2 separate regions of the Zea mays genome follow, and region 1 is linked to region 2. Evidence: chromatin contacts called from public Hi-C data. All regions are on one chromosome and are shown on one strand. Each heading gives the region's core, a stretch centred on a gene start, on an enhancer-like site or on the middle of the called end of the contact. The rest is flanking DNA. Distances are from core to core; before and after follow the strand shown. Region 1 holds the start of LOC100279268 (RNA-binding (RRM/RBD/RNP motifs) family protein). Region 2 has its middle 19 kb from the start of LOC100272642.

What was found. A called contact is a pair of places that touch in the nucleus more often than the background predicts.
Region 1: a contact with region 2 is called in a Hi-C map of bundle sheath, with 2.2 times the contacts expected there. The contact joins the promoter of LOC100279268 here to the enhancer-like site in region 2. A contact is called at or near these places in 3 of 25 Hi-C or Micro-C datasets (bundle sheath, leaf mesophyll and tassel).

The regions. Positions count from the first base shown.
Region 1 is chr6:114,603,635-114,607,560 of Zm-B73-REFERENCE-NAM-5.0, forward strand. It overlaps LOC100279268 (RNA-binding (RRM/RBD/RNP motifs) family protein), which reads right to left and starts at 2,625. Exons shown (of 6, transcript NM_001152289.1): 1 at 2,170-2,625; 2 at 2,017-2,057; 3 at 385-548; 4 at 203-305; 5 at 1-54. The coding sequence starts at 2,468.
Region 2 is chr6:114,101,324-114,105,419 of Zm-B73-REFERENCE-NAM-5.0, forward strand. No RefSeq gene overlaps it. Among protein-coding and RNA genes, the nearest start is that of LOC100272642, 19 kb to the left of the region's middle. Within about 2 kb of position 1,813, at least 18 of the 20 cell types and tissues checked have an H3K27ac peak or open chromatin away from gene starts, as enhancers often do. A contact at or near this core is called in bundle sheath, leaf mesophyll and tassel, where this site is marked.

The sequences.
Region 1 (3,926 bases), core at 1,375-3,874, 500 kb after region 2:
TAATCTGATGCTCAACCACCTTCCCATACGATGAGAAGTGCTCCTTTAATTTATCTGCAAGGTTCATATTAATCATGTTTGCATTTGAAACAAATGTTTTCAAGGTAGCTGGTGGCTGATCAAAGTTATTATATTGCCAGTTCAATACAATGTTGCCATATCTTTTGCTTACAAACAAAAAATGTTTCAGTGTCGCTTGTACCTTCGGTAAGAGATGGTGGAATACCACCCACAAAGATCTTTTTTGTCTTAGGACCGTCTTTCGATGACATTTCCTCTTTTGGAACAGTCCTTTTGACTTCAACCTTCAGCATAAAAACACAGTTGAGAATATTGTCCAAAATTAAGATCGTGATTTTTGGATAACGAACATAGAAGCCTTACTGTTCTTCCATCTATGACATGTTCATCCTCTAGAACCCTGTCAAGCACAGATGGATCGGAAAATGTAACAAATCCAAATCCGCGAGGCATCCTAGTATGCTTGTCCTTCATGATCACAGAATCAGTTATAGCTCCATACTTCTGAAAATGCTTTGTGAATGTTTCTGCACATGCAAATGGAACATATAACGAAAGATAAGCAAAATAAAAAAGTTATCACAGTACAACAAAAATGTATTGCTACATGAGATCAGCAATCTATATTCTAATGTTTCTTTTATAGCTGCAGATACTTGGCGCTACGGATCACTCAATAAAGTATGAATGAGAAACATGACTCCTAAAAGGTTCACATACAGTTTTGGAGTAGGCTTGCAGGATTATTAATGGGAAAGGTTCATCTCAAAGACAACTGTAGTTAAGCTACAGATAAATACCCACATGAGATTGCAAACTAATATTGTGACATTAAAGACCATGACACTCCTATGGTCCGAAGTTAGGAACACAAAACTGACAAATAATTCTAGAACATCAATGCAAACACACACTTACTTGCCATTCAATTCTCAAATAAAAGACTTATATTTTCCAGTTCAACTACATGTCCTTAAATTATTAAAACGAAAGTCATTTCCTGTTTTCTAGTTCACACATCTATGCACAGAGTCACAATTATTATTTCTATGTTATCAAACAGATAAAAGCAGAATCACTCCTATCAATACACCAAATGAAGCCCAATCTGTATTGATCAAATGACATACAGTTCCAGAATAATTACACAAAATAAAGCATATAGATTAACAGTTTATTTAACATGACTGGTATTAATATGATCATCGCAGCACAAAAGGTAGCTCATCAGCATGAAAAACAATGGAGCAGACAAACATGGAACATCATCTCATAATCAGTTTAGTAATTAGACAAAGATTGTGTAGCAGCTGTCCTAAAAAAACCTAAATGTTGAGAATGACTATGTTTCTGAAATCCATTAAGTAGGCTGTCACAAAGCAACAAATATCAAACAGTAATGTTTTATATTACTATTCAGAATACACCAACAAGAAAACAAAGTATAGGCATGCTTCCATAAATACAATGGAGGGACATATACAAACTCTAGGCTTGCTTCCATCAATATAATGGAGGTAGCAGTAGCTCCCAATTCTAAGCTTTTACCACATACACTATCCTACCTAAGCAAGTTCATAGTGCATCAATGACTCAACCAACCCAATGCAGAACTTTATCAGTAACACATGAAAACAGAAAGAAAAAAACTACATCTTTTGCAGCACGACACCTTGCAGTGTATTTTTTTTCCTTTTATGCTAACAAAAAACAGGGCAGACCCAGTGTCAGAGGCTCTCATGTGAGTGGGGTCTAGAGAAGGGATAACCCGAGGCAAGCCTTCCACAAATGCGGAGATCTGCTTTGAACCCACAGTCTGGTGACTCAATGAGACAGCTTTCACCACTGCACCAGGCCTACCCTTCAAAACAGCTAAGAACTAATTTGCCTTTCTACTGTGTTGTTTACCCAGAATATATCGTGTGGTGTACAACATTTTACTTGATATAAACTAAAATAGCCTCATAGTTAGATCCCAAAAGAACTGCTCACTACCTTCAGTTGTCTCCCAAGCTACACCCCCTACGAAAATCTTCCTGCAAAAGCACATACGAGGATGCACCAAACCAAAACTATCAGCCACACCTAATCCATTCCAACAGACCGTACCATACGAAAAACCTAGATACCAATTACCAAGGAACTCACCCCGAGGCGTCACCGCCACTGGAATCTGCATCCCTCCCATCCTCGCCACCGGTATCAACATTCCCAACGGCCTTCGCTAAGCCCCGGCCTCCAACAACGCTTCTCGTCTCGGCCGCCATCGCCGCTGGCTCGGAGGCTACAGCCCCCTCGTCCGCTTCCCCCTCCCCGTCCTCCTCCTCCTCCTCCTCCTCCTCCTCCTCCTCCTCCTCGTACACCTCCTCGACTTCTTCAACCTCTTCTTCCTCCTCTTCCTCGTACCCGCTCATGGTGTTCTGGTTCTCTTCCCCGTACCCCGCCATGCCGCACCGCCGCGACCCGAAGCTCAGCTAAACCCTAGCTCCCAACCGGAGCTAGCTAGATTAGTGAATGGCAGCCTGTCGGAGCAGTAAAGTCTAGGTTTCGCGGCTGTCGGACCAAACCCTAGCGGCGGCGCTTCGGGTGTGTGCTGGACTTGGGGATGGGTGGGGGAGATGCCGGCGAGAGTGGAACCAGATGTTGCTAGTAGCTTTCGTGTGGCCCCCAGGCCCCAGGTGGGTAAAAAACCGATCCATTAACCGTACCCAATTTATCCAAGCCTGAATTAACCAAAGATCGGAACCCAAAATTATATTGAGTAAGTGCCTGTTTGTTTACCCCAATGAATTATATAATCTGGATTATTTTTGAAGGATTATATAATCTGGATTATATAATTTGGATTATATAATCTGAGTAGTCTTGTTTGTTTACCCAGATTATTTGACGTGTTTCTGTTGGACGGCGGGCTTCTTCGATCCGATAGGCGCAAAAACGATTCGGTAGATTATAATGACAATGGTGGGTAATTTCTAGGAAACTTGAAAGGGTAGTGGGGAAGTGAGAAAAAATAATCTGAAATAAGCACCTCCTCACTTGCTTATGGATTATCATAATCCAAGGGGTTAGATTATATAATCTAGGCAAATAAGCTAGACTGTTTGTTTGCATCTTAGAATTATTTAATCCAGATTATATAATCTGGGGGTAAACAAACAGGCCCTAAATCAGTTAACATATTCGGATACCCGAATTATCCAAAATTATATAGTATTTATGACATATAATATATGCTTATATGGACTGATGACTTTATGCGGACTCTTCAATGATTATCTAATGTATTATGTTTGCATGTGCAGACTTCTATTAGTTCTAGTTCAATCATTTATGTTTCTATTATACTGGACTGCAAGTTTTGTTCTGTATCAAGTAACATGTGATGTGGCACTGCTAACACTACGGATTTAATTTGTAATGTGTGAATTGTGAAGTTGAGATACTTGTGCAATTGAGGTGGTCTATTGATGTTGTAAGTTAATTATTTATTACCCTCATGTTGTGTTGAATCTAGTGATATATTGCATTGGGTGAACTCTGATTGGGTAAATCGAGATTACCCGAACCCGATTTTTTGGGTACCCAAATTTCGTGTACCCGCTTATTTTGGGTACACTTCGGGTAATGGTTTTTTAAAACCCGAATGACTCGACTTGAATTTTCGGGTAACTCGAAAGCCCACCCGTACGACTAGGTTCATAGGACACATTGGGTTCGCTTGCTCCGTTGAACATAGAGATGTGAATGAGAAATTTTTCATCGAGTTTGGACACCCCATTCTCATCCCATAGAGATATATGTATCCACATCCTCATACGCATATTCATCATGGGTATCAAGTTCCTAATAGATCCTTATCCCAACAAGAAAAGCATGATCATCCTATACCCATTGGCACTAGG
Region 2 (4,096 bases), core at 563-3,062:
TAGACAGAGTGTCCTAGCGTGCGTCAGACTAGTTTGACTAGGGTTGTCGGATCATACGGTGCAATTCATCCAAGCTTCTTTCTATAAGCGCGTCGAACCATACGATGTATGTGGAATACTCTAACAACTATGTTTGACACATGAAGGACACAATGACTGTTGTGTCTCGTTGGATCTAGGAGAATGGTCCAATGTCCGGTCGTCGGGTGGTCTGACAACTACAAATTTTGCCTAGAGTTATTATAATGACTAGTTGGTAGCTTAGAGGCTATAAATACACCCCAATTCATCCATTCTAGCCATTCTAACAGCTGAAGAAACCTATTTGAGTGTGAGCAAGAGACTTTGCCTAGTGAGAGACTATAGTTGATAATCACTTGATTAGCAGTCTCATTAACACATTGAGAGTAGCTAGTGCGTGCCCATTATTCTCATTAGCCTTGATAAGGTTAAGTGAGAAGTTTGTGCTTGTTACTCTTGATGATTGGCGTCATTTAGATGGTTCGATAGCAATCAGGAGTGCAACGACCATCTAGAGAGCTTGTGGGTGATCTAACTTAAGTTTGTATACGGTTGTGAGCGGTTTACCATGTTGAAGAGACGAAGAACTAGCTCATAGAAAACACTTGGTCCTTGCACAGGCCAAGGGGGTGCGACACTTCTTCGTGGGTGCTTCAACAAGGACTAGTGGAGAGTGTCAACTCTCTGATATCTTATCAAAATATCGAGACATTCTTAATCCTTTCTTTACATTAAACATTTATATTTGAGCAATTATTTTTAATCATTTACATTACTAGCGTTGCAATTATAGCATAGGATTGAAAAGGGCGCAAAACTTTTATTTACACAAATATGCATAAGGGTTGAACTTGATCTTGATTATAAGTTTTAATTTGTGCATATTTTTAGAGAAACCCAATTCACTCTTCCCCTTGAGCATCTTGATCCTTTTAATTGGTATTAGTGCCTTGTGCTTATTAAATTCGACTTTACTGCCTACAGTTAAGATGTTTGGTGGAGATAGACTTTCTCGCGTCTTTGAGGGAGACAAATTGATATGATCTTGATGGTTAGAGGGGGATGAACGGTATATAATTTTTTTTCTAACAAAGGACTATCACTAGAACTAGAGACAATATAGAAACTTATTTCTAGATCTAGTTCTAGCATGTTGCTTGCTTAGTAACAAAATGATAACAATAAGAAAGCTACTAGCAAGAACTAATACCAATATACACAAGTTCATGTAATAATGTAACACAATAAGAAGTAATAACAAGAATGACTTTGAATGTAAACCACATAGGGCAAGAGGTAGACCCAATATATATCTCTGGTTGCTTACCGACAACCTATCGTCCTAGTTCAGACGATTCATATGTTTATTAGTGTAATAAGCCAAGACCCACGTATGGCCCATTGGAATCACTCTAGAATAAATCTCAAACAAGCCACTATTTCACTAAAATTGATCTTTGTAAATCTCACGTAGGAACAAGAGCCCCTTACAATCCATATACGGCACCGAGCAAGAGTCTAAACATAAAAATAAGTTGTTAAGGGGTCTAAACATAATTGTTTTTTGGAAAAAAAGTTCAAAATACAAAAATTCGGTATATTTGCTCTGAGCTAGTCGAGTCGCCGCTCACGGCTCGGGTCTTCGTTCGTGCGTGGGGCACCAAAAACAACGGGCGACGCGCCAAATCTGTTCCTTTCCTGCCATCAATCGCCGTCCCTTTTCTGTCCAGCGTCCACGCAAGGAGGCAGTTGTCCGCACGTCACGCTCGATGGCTGTACATTTTACTGGTACGACTTTGCGAACAACGTAAGCGCTTACGCACGGGTGGATCGTTACATTACGGGCGGCCAGGGCCAACACCACATAGCGGAACTGCCACCCAGCGAGCAGCGAGAGGCTTAAAGGGATCAATATAGATTTTAATGGCATCGGAGAGATTGACTTTAAATTGAACTAACGGCGTTAACTTCAAACTAACGGTAATGACATTTAAAGGATTAAAATTTAAATTTGATGGTATTAAAGGGAAGCTATAAATTCTGATGGTATTGAAGGGATTAGTATAAGTTTGAATGACATTGAAGGGATTTTCTCTAACTTGAACTCGGGCCCAGAAACCAAATACATAGAAAACATCACATTTAATAGAAATTTCATCTATTCGCATCAAAACTTAACATAAATTCAATCCATTAACTAACTAGACATTCAAACCAACATAGAACAAGGCAAATAGGCAACAATATAGTCGTTAAATGTTTTGTAGCCTTAGTTCAATGTTGCCTAATTAAAAACCTTCCTAGGTAAAAAAAACTCACACATTGTGAGAAAATCCTAGGAAGGAAAAGAGTACAACTAACTCCTTAAATAGTTTATAAGGTCATACTTCTGTCCACATTCCATATGATCATATTACAGATAAGAGAACATAAATAGGTAGAAACAGAAAGAGAGAATAAGTTCAAGGTTGTTTGCTTCTTGAACTTTGTAATCCTGCTTCGTTTCTCTTATCTCCTCGTCCTCCTTGTTCCTTTCTTTTGCTCCCTGGTGATACTCGCTGCTCATCATCTAGGTACATAGCCTCAAAAGTTGCTTCAAGGTCATTGGTTTCCTTCTCCACAATATCTTGCTTGTGATGGTTAGCCAACTCCCAATCCTTGATACAGGAGATCACCTCCACCATGTCTGTTGTCAACCGTCGTCGTCGCTGTAAGGAAAATGGACCTCGGGCCATTTGGCTCAAAAGGTTTTGATGTTTGATGATCAACATAACCTATGGACTAATGCGTTTGCTAGTGTTTGTATTTATAGTTCACAGGATGCAAAGATGATTGGACTAAGACACTAAGGAAGCAACACCTCAAAAGAAGACATAAAAAGAGCATAGAAGTCTAAGACTCAAGAACAAAAGAAGCCCAAGGAATCAGTAAAGGAATCCATGAAGTGGGTAGTCAGCCAGTGCATTGGTGGTGCACCGTACAGTGAACAGTAACCTGTCCGGTGGGACATCGGACAATCTGTGCAGAGGGGCCCGCAGCGAGGCGCCCTCGGGCTGTAGCACCGGACTGTCTGGGTAACGTTCGGATCCAACGGTCGGCTGACGTGGCCAGGACATCGAACAGTGAATAGTGGATGTCCGGTGTGCACCGAACTGTCCGGTGCGCCCGTCGACAAAAAAGTTGCTGCTTGTGTCCAACGACTATAATTGTGGGGGAATGCTATAAATACCCCCAACCAGCCATTTGGAGGTGTGGGAGCCTAAGCAACATACCAAGGCATATTGTAGACATTTCCAAGTGCGCAAACACCCAAGTGCTTAATAGAATCACTCGGTGATTAGCGTAGGTGCTTTGCGAAGTGCTTAAGTTAGTTAGATCGCATTAGCGCTTGCTCTAGGTGAATCCTAGTCAGTTGAGTGAGTTTAGAAAAACCACACAACCCCTCGGCTCTTGCGTGAGCCATTGTAATTATATCGAGTGGGGCAAGAGTCTTGTGAGACCGTGCCAACCGAGTTTGTGTCATGGCTGCCACCATGTACTAGAGGGAACGAGGCTCGCGACGGTTTGGCCGAAAGCTCGATAGTGGAAACGACAGGGACCATCCGAGAGGAGCCGGAAGTGAAGCACCACTTGCGTGTGGAGAAGGCCTGTGGCTCTCTACGGAGTTACTCGACCGTGGTGCTTGGCCCTCGCGTGGGCTTCCCTTTGCGTAGGGGCACCAATGAGGATAGGCGGAACCTTGCGTGGTTCCAAATACCTCGGTAAAAATACTAGCGTCATCCACGAGAGTTTGCATCTCCACCTTGCTCTTTACCTTTCGCATTTATATAAAGCATTTAAGTTGCAATCTTGTCTTTAAAATTAGATTCTTTAGGATTGAAACTTAGACATTGCGGTAGAGGTAGCAACACTTAGACAAAACCTAGTTTGCACATTCTAGATTATTTATTTGCATATGTTTTGCTTTAGGGATTTATTTGTGGCCTAGTTTAGAGAAAGTTTTAGAAGTCCTAATTCACCTCCCTCTTAGGCGTCATCGTTTCCTACAGTCGCTCCTCGAGCACCCTGCTAGCTA